Linked DNA regions of Mus musculus: regions 1, 2, 3, 5 and 6 are each linked to region 4. A link is a contact called in public HiChIP or PLAC-seq data. All regions are on one chromosome and are shown on one strand. Each heading gives the region's core, a stretch centred on a gene start, on an enhancer-like site or on the middle of the called end of the contact. The rest is flanking DNA. Distances are from core to core; before and after follow the strand shown.

Region 1 (2,700 bases), core at 99-2,598, 670 kb after region 4:
GGAATCTCAAGAGCACTTGCTGTGTCAGTGAATCAGGACAGGAAGAGGCCCGGTGCCACTCTTGTGAAATGTCCTGGACTGTTAAAGCCATGGAACTGGTACAAGAAGCAGTGAGGATCAACTCTTTGATGGTTCTATAATTTTATTTGGAGGTGGTGAAAATATTTTGGAACTAAATAGAACACTGTTTGACAATGTTGTGAATATGCTAATTGCCTGTCGCTTGTTCTCTTTAAAATAGTTAAATCCATGTGAATTTCCTGCCAACTGGGATGTCTTCAATTCATAATATCCCCATGAATCCTCAAAACATCACAAGGCTTCTCATTGTCACTGTATGTCTTCAGAGGCGACTCTTGGCGTCAAAGGGTTGTAGGAGCTAATGCATGATGGGAGATTAAAATAAATCTATCGAAGCAAACGAGATAATGCATGCGTTGAACTCCTTGAGACTCGAGGAAAAACTTAACTGTATTCTGCTTTTCTCGTACTGGCGGACTCTCATTGCACTGAGCCAGAAGAAAGTAAAACAGAAAGCAAGGAACAGGCCACGGAGGTCAGAGTCCTTTTTGAAGTCGCTCCATCTCAGCGTTGCCGGCACTTTCCACGCATGGTGGGTGTGTGGCAGAGAGGAACTGGATAATTAAAAGATTAAAAAGAAAAAAAGAAAAAAAAAAACAAGCAGAAAACACATTTTTTCCCCATAGCTAGTGATGCTGTTCTTCCTTGAAATACTGCCCCTGAAGATCAAAGATAAACAAACAAGCTGGGGGAGGGGTCGGAAAGCGACTCCGACGCCCCAAGTATCTTTTTTTCCTCTACTGAAAACCAGAGCCTTCCTTTCGGAATGTAAATGTTTTCCTCGAAACTTGCGACAATCACGGATGTAAAGGAGAGCTTTTGTCGCAGTGGGGTCTCTTATCTGCACTGACCTGTCGCTCCTTCAGACGGAGACTTGGGCCCCAATTCTCAGGATTTTCGAAAAGAATGCGCTCCAGTGAGGGTGGGGGTGGGTGAGGAAGCCGAGCCGCGCAGACGGTTTAACATGCTAATGTCTTCAGTCTCTTTTAGGTGGAGGATCAAGGTTTGGCTATTTTCAACTTCTTTTCCACTCCCCCTCTCTTCCCATCCCAGTTTAGTTTCGAGAGGACTGTGGATGTGACAAGGGCTTTGTGTAGGGAATTCAGGGGAATGAAAGGGCCAAGGAGACCCAGTTGAGGGAACAAACTTTTGGGGGTCAGTGGGGTCAGTTTGGAATAAAAGCGTGGCATTGTTGGTATTAAGGACATGCTCGCAGCAGGGTGTCCTGAACTGGGCACACAACTCCAGGCCTGTTTATTCAACACTGAAATACCTAAGGATGGGCCTTGGGGAGAAAAGGGGAAGCCAAGCCGGAGGCCTGTGTGGCACCTTCCAGCTTCAGAGAGCTCCCGGGACACACACAAAGCCCCGCTTTTTCCACATTTCGGAGAAGAAAGTGCCTGTGCATAACCCAAAATTAATTGATTAATTAACCAATGCATTAAACGAAGAGCTTCCCGTGGCACTTTTTTTTTTATCCCTCTTTCCTTTCTTTCTTCCCGGCTCCACACATGTACAATCCGGGTCATTGAAAGCCCAAGATAGAAACAGTTTCTTAACGGTGTTTGAAAACAGCCTTTGTTTCCATGGAAGTAGCCGGGGCTCTCTGAGGCTTCCTTCTAAAAAACATTTACCCACCTCAGACCTAAAGGGAGGGGAGGGTGCCTCTCTTTGTTTTGTTTTGTTTGTTTTGTTTGTTTGGGGACGATTAAATGAGAGAAATTGCTTGCAGCAGTCCACACACACACACACACACACACACACACACACACACACTGTTAACCTAAATAAATATTAGTAGTCGTTACTGTGTATTGCTCTTCTGTGGCCTAGTCACTGTGAGGTCAGGAAGAAAGATGGAGGGCTGAGGAAGAGACTGGCCCACTGGGGCTGGAAATAGAATTAAGGCAGAGGGGAAATTCGGCAGCTGGATCCTAGGCAAGGATGTCATCTTCCAGGCAGTGGGGGACATTTCCAGAGTCCAAAGTAAAACGGACCTCAAAGCATGAAATGAATATATATACACCTGAAGGGCCATGTGAGCTTGCTCTACTCTACTCTCTTGGGAGCAACAAGACCAGGACACATAAATACTGAAGAAGGCAAGTGCTGGCTTCTGTTTTATAGATTGCCAGAGTTTTGAATACCAGAGAAAAAGACAGACAAGGTTACAATTTGAAGAACACTTGGAAACAAGGAAGAGTGACATAAAGCCAGCACGTCCAAAGGATTTAGTGCAGACACTTAGGCGGGGACAGGCAAGCCCAGAAAGTAGGGACTGAGTAAAACGGTGTATGAGGTGACAGTGTTCACATCTGGAATAGGGTGTGGCTTGGGGGTTGCACTGTTGACTCTGAGGTTGAGAAAGCAGGGTTTCCAGAAGTTAAATTAAGAGATAGATCACTGAATGGTTTGTCACAGGAAGATGGTGCCAGCAGAGACACTGGCTAAAAATCTAGGTCCATAATCCGCTTACGTGGTAGTGGTAATACAGCATTTGAGTTTGTGCTGTTGGGAAGTCACATGAGAGATGACAAAACAGGATAAAGTCACCATTGTTCAAGAAGATATCACAGGGCTGGAGAGAGAGCTTAGTCTATTAAGATCACCGATTGCTCT
Region 2 (2,700 bases), core at 56-2,555, 830 kb after region 4:
CAGAAACTGGTAACTGTAGGGTCTCATATTCTTCCTCCATGAACAAGTGCTTACATGGAAGCTGTGGCTTCCTACTGCAACCCAGCATTGTAAGAGGACATCCTTCTACCCAGTGCCAGCCCAGGAAAAACATCCATCTTCAAAATCCAACATGGGGGTCACAGCCCATGCCTCAAGTCACGTTCAGCCAACCATCCTCAATAAGTAGAGCCAATAAAAAGCCAAATTAAAGGTGGGAAGCAGAACACAGAGGTTTACTCAATGTGATCACTTTGGGAAGAGGGACAAAGATACCCTCCAAGTCCATCTTAGTCTGCAGGGCCTGGAAGTAAAAATAAAGCTTGAAGAGAGCCAAGGATATGCACATCTAAGGTCCAGGTGTGGTCCTGAACACCACCGACCAGCCCGGCATTGTCTGGACTCCAGTCTCACCCTCCAAGGTGGTCTGATGGTGTTATCTATGTGCAGTCACTTTCTGGAAGACAAGTGCCTCCTGTGGGTGATACCTTTGCCTTCTCCCAGCATGAGGAGACTCCTGGGGAAATGTTCATCTCTTTGGAGTCTGCTGTTTAGTAGCCTGATGGCCAGATTGAAAGATACAAGGGTTTCTTTGAAGTATCTTCATTTCTGCCAGGCCTGTTACGGATATGGGTTTCTAACAACTTCATTTTCCTTCTGCACCACTGTAAGGTAGGAAAATAGAAAATCCAACCACTGTAAGTCAGGGCCATCCGTACTTTGCACATTTGAAAGGAGTAAAATGAAGACGAGCAAATGGCCCAGCTGTCCTCCATACAACTGGCGCCATTGCCAGCTGAGTTCTAAGTTCCAGGGCTGTCCACCCAGGTCTCCAGTTGATCCTCTTAGAAGATCCCACAGGCAACGCTCAGACCCAGACTGAGGCCTCAAAGAAAGCAGTGTCTTCCCTCAAAAAGGCAGAACAACCATTGGTTCCTGCCCAACCGGTGCTTGGTGGCCCCACAGAAAGACCACAGTGAGAATAAATGGTCCAAATGATAGTGAGAGATATCCCAGGCAGTGAAAACCCTCTCCAGCCCTCAGAGCTCTGGAGAATCCAAGAAAGCCTTTCTCAACCCTCAGAGTTTTCCAGGGTCTAAGTAAGCTCTTTCTCGGGCCACAGGAAGGGCCAGGAGGGCCATGTGAACTGAGTCCTACAGATGGTTTGCCCTGGTGTGCCATCTAGAGCCTAGGCAGATGTGAATGGACAGCTGTTATTCCTGTTCCTAGGGTGCTATTGGGAGGGATCCGTGGGGCCGCCTCAGGCCAGCTCAGTCAACAGTCACTCTGATGAGAAATGCAGCAGTCAGAGGCACAGACAGGAAAAGCCAAATACCTGTCAGGCTTTTTCACACTCCAGCGCTGCCAGAAGGCCTATAAAAATGTCATTGTCTCTCAGCTGCTGGTGATTATATTACCCTTTACGTTGGCTGTTGGTAATAAAAAAAAAAAAAAAGGAGAGCAAATATCATTTTTTTTTTTTGCACTGCTCTGGCCTTCCCCTGGCCTTTTTCAAACAATAATAGACTAAATATAAAGAGACAGAAGCCATTACTTGGCTCTTTAACTAGTGCCAAGGAAAATGAATAATTAAGGAAACATTACTTGGAAGAAATGTACACAGTTGCTTTTAAGTTAGAACCAAGTAAGAGCTCTTTAAAAATACATCATTTCCCCTTTTCTTAACATGGCATTCCTACAGTGGCCTCATATATTATCGTTGCTACTGTTTAGATCTTACCAAAGGGGAAAAAGGCTTTTAGTTTCCATTATCCTATTAAAAGTCCCAAATCAAACTGAAACAGAGAATAGGGTGGGCGGGGGTGGGGGGGATGGAAAGGGGTGTTCTGTTTGTACAGCTTCCTTCGAATCTGGCCTAGCAGCCAATATTTAATTTTGTTCACCTGGGGGCAGCCATTCCAAACACCATTCTCCTACTCCCCTTGAACATCAACCTCAGTTGTGGGAAGCCTAGCTTACTGTGGAATATGTTACTAAAAATAAGCACACTCAGGTCACCCTATGCAAGCATCAGCAGCCAAATGCATGCTGGGTAAAGGCAGTTCTTGCTGGGTAAGGGCTCACTCAGGCTCTTCGTGTTCTGGCCTTGCCCTTCCAATGCCTGCATCACTCTTCCTTTCCTGTTTGGTTTTCAGCACCTCTTTTGTAGACTGAGCCTACAATTATCCGCAGTGGAATGCCCCATTCACAGCTGCCACCCAGGTAATGATCTAGCTATATCAGAGGGTTCCCGGCAGGGAGGACTAGAGAGGAAATCTAGGGAAGTCTAGTCTAGGACTAGAGAGGAAGTCACTGTCCAGCCTGTGGCCGTGAGAGCACATATCTGAGGTTTCTGATGTGGTCGGTCTTTGTGGTTTTCAAAATCAGAGACTTCCTAAAGTCTACAGGAGTCCAGATGTGCAAATGTCTGCTTGGGTGAGACTACAGTCAGAGAGACAATCTGAACCCTGATACAGACATACTTCACAGATGCAACTGCATGTGAAGCAAAGTTCATTAAACACGTGCAGTCACTGGGCTGGGGCCCTAGTCCAATGACTGATGGCCTCATAATAAGAGGTAGAAACATCGGGGATGCATGTGTGCTGAGAAGGGACTGTGTAGAGCCAGCTGCAAGCCAAGAATGGTTTCCTGGAACCATTCTGTTGCACCTTGACCTTG
Region 3 (2,700 bases), core at 182-2,681, 870 kb after region 4:
CAACAGCTGATTACATATCCACACATGTGGTACTTAAAAGAGGAATGACCTTCAGTGGTCTCATCATAAGGGTCAGCATGTCCTTGTGCTCAGGGACCCCAGCCTCAGAATATCCGACAGTCTCAAAAGCCTTGCATGCATTCTAAAATTAGCTATCTGGCTGGGGTAGGGGTGGGGGGTCATCAGACTCAACTCAAGTGCAGTTGAACAGAGCACATTAACTTCCTGACAGCTTTGTTCAGAAACACTCAAAACAAATGACCTGCTGCCAGTATAAATGGATGCAGCAACTCTTTGCTCCTTACTGAGGTAAGCATTGGTGTGTTTGGACATGTTTGTCCCTCAAAGCTTGCATGATGGAAGGTTGGTTCCACTGTGGCAATGTTAAAAGGGAATAGGACCTATAAGAGATACAACTAATGGGACGTCCTTAGGTCATGGGGGCTTCTCTCAGAAGAGTTTCTATATTTCTCATGGGTCCCCTGAGTTCACCCTCAAGAGAGAAAACTGACAAAAAGCCTGAGCCTGACCCTGGGTGAAGTGGAATTTTCTGGTTTTGTTGGAGATTCAGTTGTGTCATGTGGTGTTTTTCTGGAAGCTGTCTGGTGAAAGGACATGTGATGTTTGCTGGAGCAGAGACTTAAGAGCACATGTGATGTTTAAAAAGTGTAAGTATAGCCAACAGACAGTGGATGATGCTCTGGCATGGGTTCACCTTGCTGGTCTTTATCAGGGTTCACCTTGCTGGTCTTTATTGGGGCTCACCTTGCTGGTCTTTATCGGGGTTCACCTTGCTGTCCTTTATCGGGGTTCACCTTGCTGCCCTTTATCGGGGTTCACCTTGCTGGTCTTTATCGGGGTTCACTTTGCTAGCCTTTATTGGGGTTCACCTTGCTGGTCTTCACTGATGACACCCTGGCATTGGTGCACCTTGCTTTCTTCTCTGGTCTCGGCTTGTCATGACTTCATAGAGAGATATACACCAATGAACTTCTGTTCATTAATTCTGTTGCTACTTCATAACTAATTCTGCTACTGTTAAGAATCATAATGTAAATATCTGTGTTTTCCGATGGTTTTAGGGACCCCCTGTGAAAGGGTCATTGATTTCCCCAGGGGTCCTGACCTACATGTTGTGAACCTGAGTGCTGCACTAACCTAAGGCTCACTGCAGAGCCAGCGCTTCCCTGGCTCTCATTAACTCACTGGGTAGAAATTTCTGAGAGTCCACAATTAATAAAGATGCCTCATGCAGTCAGACCTCTGTGCTGATCGAACGGTGTGCTGATCAAACTCATGCGCAAGTGAAATCAGCAGCTTGGGCAAGAGGCTTTGAGGGCGGGATTTCCTCACCCAGTGACCTCACCCAGCAGGGATATCCTCTGAGGCAGATGCCTTGGAGCAACATTTAAATGTTCGACTCTCCCTCCCACCCCCACCCCACCCCTACACACACTGGCCTCTTCCTGCCCGCACAACCGCCTCTGGAGCAGTTAACTCTCACTGGATGATGCTGTATTCCTCAGTCTGCACCTCCCACTTAAACACAAAGTCCGCGAGGTGCTTTGTTATGGAGGCATCCCTGGAGCCTGGCAGGTTGTCATCAGTCGGAAGAGCGGAATGCTTGAAGGAAGGCGCACACTTCCGGAACTCCGCCCATCGCCAGCACTCACTGAGCACGCTGATACTGTCTCTTTTCCTACTCCTGGGCCATTCAAGGACTTGGAGCTATGGACATATACCATGACATATACCACGATGAAGAACTGAATCGAACGTCCTCTCAAGAGTAGGTTCTCATGGATGAATATCCACTGGCAAGCTAGGTCTTCCCTGAAGGTCTAACTTTCTGAGAGCCTAGTGTGAATTGACTTGAGAAGGAAAAAAAAAATGTTTTTTGGTTGTTGTTTTTTTTTTTAATTAAAAAATTAACGTATATTTATTCTCAATTCTGAACTTTCTTTTCCCTTCCTAGCAGGCCAGATGCATACCTCACATGTAAACTGCATAAATAAGCCGTTGGTTAGTCAGCTGTGGTGGAATTTTCTAGCTGGCTGGTCCCTGATACTGTGGTCTCCCTAACTTACCCAGAGTGCCTAGGTGGCCGTGGGCTGCCGGACAAGTGGATCCCAGACTCTTCCTGGTCTTTTGTTCCAATGGAGCTGCCTGCAGCTGTCCGCTTTTTGGGGGACCTTCTCTCATCTCTTAACATCGCTCTATTGCTTGTCTCTTTCATGTTATAAGCAGAGATAGGCTTGTTCAAGTATCTAGGAGCTTGCAAATTTAAAAACAAAAACAAACAATCAAACAAACAAAACCATCAGATTGACCATGAGCTAGCTGTGCAGAGCAGAAATATTTCATTTCCTAGAAAGCCTTTCCACTCAGCCCGCCACAGCTAACCTGCCCTGGACATTGCGTGGCTGTACCCGCCGCCCAGTGGACAGACTGGGTACTGCATTTGCAGAATGCAACTCTTTGTCAAGGAGTAAAGATCTGCTTCAGGCTGGATTCTTTTTCTTACCTGTACACCGCACCACTCTCCTGGAGAGGTACTGACCAAGTAAGGAAGAAGCTTGCAGAGGAAGAGAATAGGGGAATCTCTGTAAAAATCATCGCTGTTCTAATTTTTTCTTGAAATTATGGAGGGGGAAGATCTTTTAAAATGGACAATTGTGAACAATTTGCACAATGTTTGTG
Region 4 (2,700 bases), core at 142-2,641:
GAGTGAATGAATGCTGTCATTTGTCTTGGGAATATACCTGGGAAAGGCACAGCTGGGTCAGGAGGTAGCGCTGTGTTTAACTTATTGAGGAACACCTAAACTGCTTTTCCAAAGTGGCTACAATATTTTATATTCCTATAAACAATGTATCAGGATTCCTACTTCTTCACTAACTTGTTAACTCCTGCTATTGATTAATTTTGTTTATAGCCATCTTATAGGTGTACAGTCCTATCACTTTTTGGTTTTATAACACAAATTTTAAGAGACAACTATAAAGAGATAGGAAGTACAGTAGACTGCTATACAATCTACAGTTTGAATCACGCAATCTCTCTAGCCCTCAGGTTCCATACCATGTAACCATTGAGTTAGGTATCTGAGATCTAGTTTGTAAAGGGCTAACTTATTTATGATGATCAGAGTTCCAGGAACAGTGGGTCTAATTAACCAAGATAGCTGTAAAGCAGAAGGCCTCCCCTAAGCAGCACTCACTGTTGGTGTGATTAGATCCCAAATTGTGCTTTTCATTTGTTGATTTAAGGTTTGTACTTTGTAATATTTCACTTAACACAGCATTTCAAAGTGCTCGAAAAACAGTGGATTGAACAGTTGTTAACTTTTCAGTTATTCACCAGAAATCCATCCTCTTCTTCCTTAGTCTAAGATTAATTTGATGGGGACAACCATTATCCTAGGTCCACAGTGATGAACTGTGATGGGCCTCAGAAAATCCCATTCTCTGCTCTGTCTTCCTGGTAAACTGGAAAACTCTCACAGTTCCTTCTACTGAGCAGCAAGTTGGCTCTTCAAAGCCTTTCTTTAGCCTACTTCACAGAAATGCTAACCTCATTCCATAGCGCTTTCTACCTTATCCCTATCGGGATGACGCTCACCATGACCAGTTCTTGCTGCAGAGACACAGTGCGTGCTCTTACACAAACTCCTGTCTCAGTGGCCCCTGATCAGCACCTGAGGTGAACCACAGAGATCTCACCTCATCGCTGAAAGCAAACACAAACTGCCCTTGTAAGTCATGTTTTGCTCTTTTAATGAGTTTCTTTCTTCCTCGTTTTTTTACTTACCAAACTCCACGAGAAGCCAACAGCCTGCGCAAGATCAGCCTGGGTGACAACTGAGGAGGCATTCAATTCTTTCAAGCTCAGGGGACTGCCGGGCCGGGCCGGACTCCAGAGCCCTAACCCCGCCACGACTCGCCTTCCGCCCGCGGGCTCCGACGATCTGTCCCTCCCGGGCAGAGAGCTCACCTAGTCTACATCTGGAGCGTCTGAGGGGAAAGCGAAAGCTCTACCATCCGATCTTTATAAGCTCCGCTAGCCTAGCTTTCAGAGAGCGCTGGGAGCCGGAAGTGACAAGAGGAAGTCCCGCCTCACTCAGAGGGCGGGCTAGCAAGATGGCGGCGCCCAGGAGCCGGTGAGGTGAGAGGCGTCCTGGGGTCCTGGGGACTGCTGCACCAGTACGTTATGGCCGCGTCCCCGCACACCATTTCCTCGCGCCTCCTCACAGGTATTGTACCCGGTTGGGAATGATCGTGGACGAATTGTTTTCTTTTTTGCCATGTGCGGTACCGTGTTGCCGGCCGCCTGCAACCTTGGAAGCCCTTGGCTTGTCACTTGGCAGGGAGGTGACCTTTAGGGTCACCTGAAGGGACGAGGCCAAGTATTGTGGACCAGCTTTGCACCGTAGGCCAGGTGGTCCCTAAGGCTTGATATCCCGTGCTCTTTGGAGTTTCAGACAGTGCAAGATGGAGGGACAGGATAAACCATGGGGCTCCACAAGCCTGGCACATGAGAGCCGCGGTTCCTGGCCACCGCCTTTTAATGACAAGAAGCGCACCTCCCCCCCCCCCCCCCCCCCGTTAAGGAGCTGTCTTCCAGCTTAAAGTGTTACCTTAATCACCATGATAATGATAACTGCCAACTGAATCCCATTGAGCCAGCGCTGTACCATCAGTATGGCTCCTTCCATCAGAAGGACTTTTGACAGATGTGTGTTTATCACAAACTCTTGAAAAGCTCCTATATTTTACCTTTTCAGGGAGGCCAACCTTAGCACTCTAACTAAAATAGGAGTCTTTATCCTTCTTTTCTTATATCATATTAATTTATCATGAATAACACACGGTGTAATTGTTCACACCTGCAGTACAGATGTGCAACAATTTAGTGTGTTCCTCCCAGTAAGAGAAACACTTTGTGAAAGTAAAGATAGTCTGTCTCCCTGGTTCACCACTGTATCCCTCATGCCCAGAGCAATGCCTATGTGCATTGGTGATGCTCAGTCATTTGTGAATGAATGAGATTGTGCTGGTAGAAATTTTAAAGAGGAGGTTGGTTTTGTGACTAGTATCCATGGATGGTGGCAAAGTGATCTATAGTACAGACAAGATAGTGGAAGCCATTGTGTACCTTCTCACAGCCCAGAACCATCCTGTAGGCCTCCCTGTCACTTACACACTGCCCACTGTGTCTGGCTGACTGTGGTGATCACTGTGCTTCTGTAGAGCTCTTTTCTCCCGTGCGTTTGTATGATCCCAGTGCAGATCATTTGACTTTCTTTAATGAAACATTTACGCGTCTATAATAAGGTAACTGAGCTAGGTGATCTCAAAGGTACCTTCTGGCTCATAAACCAGGGCAGGAAGTGGAAGGGTGGGTAGAAGAGACAAAGTTGGGCAGT
Region 5 (2,700 bases), core at 29-2,528, 930 kb after region 4:
CTGTAACTCCCAGTTTAAGAGGATCCAATGCTCTCTTCTGGCTGCCTCAGAACTATTCATGACATGCTTTACATACATACATACATACATACATACATACATGCATGCATGCATGCATTCTGAAAAACTTCCATACGTAGAAAACAAATAAAAAGGGAGAAATAAGAGCTTAAAAATTAAAAATTAATTTTCAAAAAGGAAGCAGCGATGATACCTGTAACAGTATCTTCTTCTGAAACTCAATGGATTCCCTATTGATTTCCACTTAATGTGCTTCAGTGCTCTGAAGACCTGCCCTTCATCGAATGTAGCTGTCCACTGTGGCAGCCACACACATGCCACCATGAGACTACTTCTTCCTTCCTCTGCCTCCTTCTCCACCTCCCTTTCTCTTTCCTTCCCCAGGTGCTTGAGTTTTTCCTAATTCTTCCTTGATGTTAAACTGTTATTTCCCAAGTGTGTACTAATTCTCACCTCCACCCATGCTACCCCCATCTTCCCTCCAGCTTCTACCTTCTTCATAAACATCATGATCTGGGGAGGGAAAGCCCACAAGGTTGACTTAGAATTATCACACTCTGAGAAAATCTGAGGTACTCTGAGAGAATCTGAGGTATTCTGAGAGAATCTGAGGTCTTTAGATAAAGCCCCATTCCTTGGTTTTCAATTTGAGTAGAAAGATCTACCAGCAATTTCAATGAACATTCTGGAAACCCAGGATTCCTAGGAGAGCTCCCTTCAGATCATTTTGACAGGAGTTAACGACTGAGAACAGAGCACTCTTAGGAAATTCCAGCCACTTTCACTTCAACATTTCCAACTCCAGATAGCTTATTTACCGTAAGGGCCACTCAGCTGACGACTTGTGGCTGAAAACAAGTCTCATGAGAGACGAGCAGCTAGATTCAAAGGGCCTAAGTATAAGCAAATCATGTGCTTTTAAAGCCAGAGGCATCTGAGGCGGTGTTCTAGAATGTTCACATTGAGCTCAAAGTTGAAGCAAAGGTGTAAAAGCAAGTACCACAGTACGCAGACTTCTAAACAGTTAGGGGAACTCGAAGAATGTCCGCCTGAAGGGAAGTCCCTTAACTCAGAGGCCACTCGGGTCACATGGGTCCTTATCACTGGACCTCAGAGCTCCTCTCCTAGGCCTTTGGGCTAAGATCAAGTATAATGTCTAGACTTGGTGAATATTCACTAATATGGCATTGTAGAAAAGAGACTGCTTTGGCATTTACCTCTAATGATGTGCCCATATTGTAAGCTTCATTCCTGGTGATAGATCTGACATGTTGGAGGCTTTTCTTCTTGAGCACACGATTCTTTTTATATGTGTCTCATTCCACAGAGCAATGGAACATTTGCAATTTCAAATGTGTGTGTGTGTGTGTGTGTGTGAGAGAGAGAGAGAGAGAGAGAGAAATAGAGAGAGAGGGAGAGAGAGAGAGAGAGAGAGAGAGAGAGAGAGAGATGAGATCATGGGAGAAAGAGACAGAAAGGCACACAGAGAGACACAGAGAGAAAACGTTTTGGGATAAACATCCAATAGTCCAATTCACACACATCCATCCCTTGGGGAACAAGTCCTTCAAGACCCATATGAACGTCACCATCTACAACTTACCAGCAAGGATTTGGAAGAATCCAGTGATGTAAAACCGGCCGCCTTTGGTGAGAGTGAAGAGCTGGCAGAAGAACAGGAACAGAGCCAGGACGCTGAAGATGACAGACAGGATCATGGTGGCCTGGACAGACTGCAGCCATTCTGGGGGAAGAAACCAGACCTGGTTAGACAAGCCTGGGAATGGCCAGGAGGACCTGCCATAGGGCATGTGGGAACAAGGAAGCCGGATTGGCTGGCTGAGCCACCAACCTGGTGAAAACAATTCATTCCTGCATTTAAAAAAGACAATTGACAAGCCATCTTTTCTTATCAAACCCTGGACATTTCTGGAAAGGGCTATGGGAAAGCTGTTTGCTAGTAGGAGTTAAGTGCCATTTGAAATATACTGAACTGCCTTCCAAGTTTTTTTTTTTCTTTCTCCCAAACGTGCTGCTTAAGCTAGCAGACAATTCAGGACTTGTATAATCTAAGCTGTAATTTTCAACTTTACGACAAAAAGGTAATACAGGGCTGTTCACACTTAGACTTCGGAGCTCTTCCTGGGCTGGCTGTTTGTGTGTAGTATAGTTCTCCATCACAAGGGGGACAGTAGCAGGAAGTGGCGGTGTGAGGCAGCTCCCAGCTAGCCACCATCATGAGCAGAAACAGTCCACACTGCAGTGTGAGGGGTGGGGGTTGCAGGATGCAGGGTGCGGGGTCCTCAGTGGTTGCTGTGTTCTGAGTGCGTCTTTGATTTATATTAGTTTCTACTCACTGAGCCACAACCCCATAGTAACCAAGGCACATCTCTGTGTATATGTGCTTGAGGGTTTGGGTAATATCTGTTGCTTCCCAATATTCAAAGATCACCCCCGACACACACAATATGGACCTCTGAAGGGCTTGTTGGAACCCTTCTACTACATTCTAAAAATAATAGTTCATAACCAGTATTCACTAAGTTAGCATCCCCCAAAGAGATCCCAGGGATGGCTGTCAGAGCTGGGGGTATTCTTACAGAAAGCAGGTGCTACGCATGAAGAACATGCCATGTTGTCTGCCAATTCTATCTTTTCCTTGGTCAGTCTGGACCAGAG
Region 6 (2,700 bases), core at 8-2,507, 670 kb before region 4:
ACCATCCTCCACTGTGCTGAGAGCTACAGATATAGGAGGTGAAGTCACCTGATCCTGGCTCTCTGCTTCCTCTCAAGTTTCAGCGGGTTGGGCTCCTGCTTACAGTTAAGGGATCTGTTTCATCCATAATAGTGCGGTGGCACATGGGGACATTTTTCTTCTTGCCCATCAAAGCCATTGTGCTCTGGCTTCTTTATTTCACTAACTTCCCCATGGTCTCTTGGGTATTTGCCCTGTGATTATTGTAGACTTGCTTTATACCCATTCTTCTGGGAATAGAAAGAAAATCTTGCTTAGGGATTTACCTAAAATAATTTTACATATAAATATATTTAAAAGCCACTACAATAGTCTACATTGTATCTTTGCTATATGGAGCAAAGAGCTCTCTGGAAATTTCTTTTCCAGTCATATTATATTTGTTTCTATTTGTTATTAGTGTATTTTCCTGGTATCTCATATGGAACAGCTTTGAAGATTCCTGCGAGCCCCAGCTGGAAAATTCCTTCTTTGAAGTGCCCCATCCATTCATCTGTTGTCAATGGCAGGCTCTCTCCACACAGACATCTTACACTTTCCACAGTTAGTTCAGAATCTATTTCTTTTGACGAAGACTCAATTCATCATCCTGAACACTTCCCTATTTCCCTTGCCTTCATTTCTTTCACTTTGGCCTTCTGTTAAGTTCATCAGGGTACTTGCTTTTTCCTTTCAAGTGCCACCGAAGAACCTAGAAAGGTATCAAAACCCCATTTCTTCTAAATGTTCAGATCTCCAGTTCTCCCAAGCTCCCTTGCAGGGCCAGAATGTGCCAGGGAGGACTAAGAAAAGCATGAATCTTAAATGTATGAAGCTGTGCAACAGTGAACTCTGCTGCTCTCAAATCTGAATCTAAAATTGAAAATGCCAGCTTGACTCCGTTCTGAGTTAAGCTGCTGTGTCTGATGCATCCAGTTGCTAAATACTTTCCTCCCAGGCTTTTTTCATGGACCAATTCAGAACACAAGCAGGTCTTGAATGGAGCTTTCTAGGTACAAAAGAATAAATAAGGACGATACAAAAGAATGTTTTTTGTTCAGATTTGATTTTAACAGAGCATTACAAACTTTCGTTTGACTCTGTCAGTTGAGCAGGTCATTCGGTAAGCAGCAGGCTCACTGTTTGATGCCCAGGGATCCTCTCTGCTGGGTGTGCTAGGGGACACCTGCAACTCAGCCAAGATTCCTTGCTTGCCTGCTGGCTCATAGCTGTTAGTGACAGTGATGGCATTTAAGCTCGCAGAAACCTGTGGAGACAAGCACGGCAACACTCTGGATACAGAACTGCTCGGGGTATTTCCGTCCATTTTGCAAAGCCTTGTAGGAATTGCCAGGACCAAGCTTTGGCTAATTCTGTGTTATTCAGCCAGCTTTTGTGAGCTTCTGCTGATGTTTGGAAATGCATTGGATTATTTACTTATAATATTTATAATTCCATATGTATTAAAACAACGTTCCTCTGTATATTAGTTATTTTGTTTTGTTGTTGTTGTTGCCATGACAAAACACCATGCCCAAAGTAACTTAAGGAAGAGAGAGTTCGTTCAGGCTTATTGTTCTAAATGAATAAAACCCCTTTATGACAGCCAGGCATGGCAGAAAATGGCAGGCATGGGGGGCAGAAGCAGGAAGCTGAGAGACCACAAGCACAAAGCACAGAGCAAACTGGAAGTGGGAACAGGCAATGGACTCTCAAAGCCTAACCTCAGTGATCTACTTCCTGCAAGGTGCCACCTCCCTATTGCCTCCTTAAAACAGCGCCACCAACTGGGGATCAAGTGTCCAAACACTTGAGCCTATGGAAAACATTCATGTTTAAATTGCTATGCTTAGATAAATGTCATTATTGTACTCTCTCTTTCTCTATCTAGCGTGTATTAATTAGTATATGTGCTTACCTATGCACAGAATGTGGAAGCCAGAGATTGACAACTTGTGTCTTCCTTTGTGACACTCCACTTTATTTTTGAAGCATGTCTCTCAATGAACCTGATGCTGGGTATTTCAGTAAAGGGGCTGGCCAATATACTCTGAGGATCTTCCCGGTTTTCCTGCTTCTGCACGTTGGGTTTCAGGTATAGTCTACCATGCTTGTCTTTTATGTGAGTGTTTGTGAGCCAAACTCAGGTCTTTATGTTTTCACAATAGGTACCTTCCCTCTGAGTTGCCTTCCCGTTTCCCATTGTGTTCATTTTTTCCTATTCATTTATTTTACTTAATTTATTGTTTGGTTGGTTTTCAAGACAGGGTTTCATATAACTGAGATGACCTTGAATTTATAAGCCCCCTGCCTCTACCTCCCAAGTGCTGAAATTACAAGTGTGTGTGTGTGTGTGTGTGTGTGTGTGTGTGTGTGTGACCGTGACTGGCATGCCAGCTATTCCATGTCAAGTCGACAGAGGCAAGAATCATTTTGGGAAGAAGGAATTTCAGTTACAAAAAATGCCTCCATCAGATGGGTAAGGCTGTGGTACATTTTTGTAAATTAGTGATTGATGTCGAAGGCCTGTACCATGGTGGATGTTGCTACCTCCAGGCAGGCAGTCCTGGAATGTCTAAGAAAGCAGACAGAACAAGCTGTGGGGAGCAAGTCAATAAACAGCACTCCTCCATGGCCTTTGCTTCAATTCGTGCCTCTAGGCTTGAGCCTTGAGTTCCTGCC

Evidence for each region. HiChIP or PLAC-seq counts read pairs in DNA pulled down with a chosen protein or histone mark.
Region 1: a contact with region 4 is called in an H3K27ac HiChIP or PLAC-seq map of differentiating embryonic stem cells, with 5 times the contacts expected there. The contact joins the enhancer-like site here to the promoter of Cox10 in region 4. A contact is called at or near these places in 9 of 39 promoter capture datasets (the 3T3-L1 cell line, cranial neural crest, embryonic stem cells and 5 more), 4 of 484 Hi-C or Micro-C datasets (cerebral cortex, cortical neurons and liver), 12 of 115 datasets of contacts at active chromatin or transcription factors (craniofacial prominence, differentiating embryonic stem cells, embryonic forebrain and 6 more) and 1 of 9 other capture datasets (embryonic stem cells).
Region 2: an H3K4me3 HiChIP or PLAC-seq map of embryonic limb bud shows a contact between it and region 4, with 3 times the contacts expected there. The contact joins the enhancer-like site here to the promoter of Cox10 in region 4. A contact is called at or near these places in 9 of 39 promoter capture datasets (the 3T3-L1 cell line, 3T3-L1-derived adipocytes, cranial neural crest and 5 more) and 3 of 115 datasets of contacts at active chromatin or transcription factors (embryonic limb bud, embryonic midbrain and stem cell-derived neural progenitor cells).
Region 3: an H3K27ac HiChIP or PLAC-seq map of differentiating embryonic stem cells shows a contact between it and region 4, with 5 times the contacts expected there. The contact joins the enhancer-like site here to the promoter of Cox10 in region 4. A contact is called at or near these places in 4 of 39 promoter capture datasets (cranial neural crest, frontonasal cranial neural crest, hippocampal neurons and 1 more) and 7 of 115 datasets of contacts at active chromatin or transcription factors (cardiomyocytes, differentiating embryonic stem cells, double positive thymocytes and 4 more).
Region 5: a contact with region 4 is called in an H3K27ac HiChIP or PLAC-seq map of microglia, with 4 times the contacts expected there. The contact joins the enhancer-like site here to the promoter of Cox10 in region 4. A contact is called at or near these places in 2 of 39 promoter capture datasets (the 3T3-L1 cell line and pre-B cells) and 3 of 115 datasets of contacts at active chromatin or transcription factors (the NIH/3T3 cell line, embryonic stem cells and microglia).
Region 6: a contact with region 4 is called in an H3K4me3 HiChIP or PLAC-seq map of neural progenitor cells, with 5 times the contacts expected there. The contact joins the enhancer-like site here to the promoter of Cox10 in region 4. A contact is called at or near these places in 3 of 39 promoter capture datasets (cranial neural crest, frontonasal cranial neural crest and liver) and 4 of 115 datasets of contacts at active chromatin or transcription factors (bone marrow-derived macrophages, embryonic limb bud, neural progenitor cells and 1 more).

What each region holds. Positions count from the first base shown.
Region 1 is chr11:63,411,114-63,413,813 of GRCm38.p6, reverse strand. No RefSeq gene overlaps it. Among named protein-coding and RNA genes, the nearest start is that of Gm40016, 52 kb to the left of the region's middle. Within about 2 kb of position 1,348, at least 45 of the 459 cell types and tissues checked have an H3K27ac peak or open chromatin away from gene starts, as enhancers often do. A contact at or near this core is called in differentiating embryonic stem cells, embryonic stem cells, neural tube and 2 more, where this site is marked.
Region 2 is chr11:63,252,001-63,254,700 of GRCm38.p6, reverse strand. No RefSeq gene overlaps it. Among named protein-coding and RNA genes, the nearest start is that of Gm29851, 3.3 kb to the right of the region's middle. Within about 2 kb of position 1,305, at least 24 of the 459 cell types and tissues checked have an H3K27ac peak or open chromatin away from gene starts, as enhancers often do. A contact at or near this core is called in embryonic limb bud, where this site is marked.
Region 3 is chr11:63,212,987-63,215,686 of GRCm38.p6, reverse strand. No RefSeq gene overlaps it. Among named protein-coding and RNA genes, the nearest start is that of Gm29851, 36 kb to the left of the region's middle. Within about 2 kb of position 1,431, at least 13 of the 459 cell types and tissues checked have an H3K27ac peak or open chromatin away from gene starts, as enhancers often do. A contact at or near this core is called in differentiating embryonic stem cells and embryonic stem cells, where this site is marked.
Region 4 is chr11:64,078,163-64,080,862 of GRCm38.p6, reverse strand. Cox10 (heme A:farnesyltransferase cytochrome c oxidase assembly factor 10) reads left to right here and starts at 1,391. Exons shown (of 7, transcript NM_178379.3): 1 at 1,391-1,527. The coding sequence starts at 1,485. 2810001G20Rik (RIKEN cDNA 2810001G20 gene) reads right to left here and starts at 1,379. Exons shown (of 2, transcript NR_033780.1): 1 at 1,086-1,379.
Region 5 is chr11:63,150,184-63,152,883 of GRCm38.p6, reverse strand. Pmp22 (peripheral myelin protein 22) reads right to left here. Exons shown (of 5, transcript NM_008885.3): 4 at 1,625-1,765. Among named protein-coding and RNA genes, the nearest start is that of Pmp22, 20 kb to the right of the region's middle. Within about 2 kb of position 1,278, at least 15 of the 459 cell types and tissues checked have an H3K27ac peak or open chromatin away from gene starts, as enhancers often do. A contact at or near this core is called in microglia, where this site is marked.
Region 6 is chr11:64,751,563-64,754,262 of GRCm38.p6, reverse strand. No RefSeq gene overlaps it. Among named protein-coding and RNA genes, the nearest start is that of Gm30305, 34 kb to the right of the region's middle. Within about 2 kb of position 1,257, at least 8 of the 459 cell types and tissues checked have an H3K27ac peak or open chromatin away from gene starts, as enhancers often do. A contact at or near this core is called in neural progenitor cells, where this site is marked.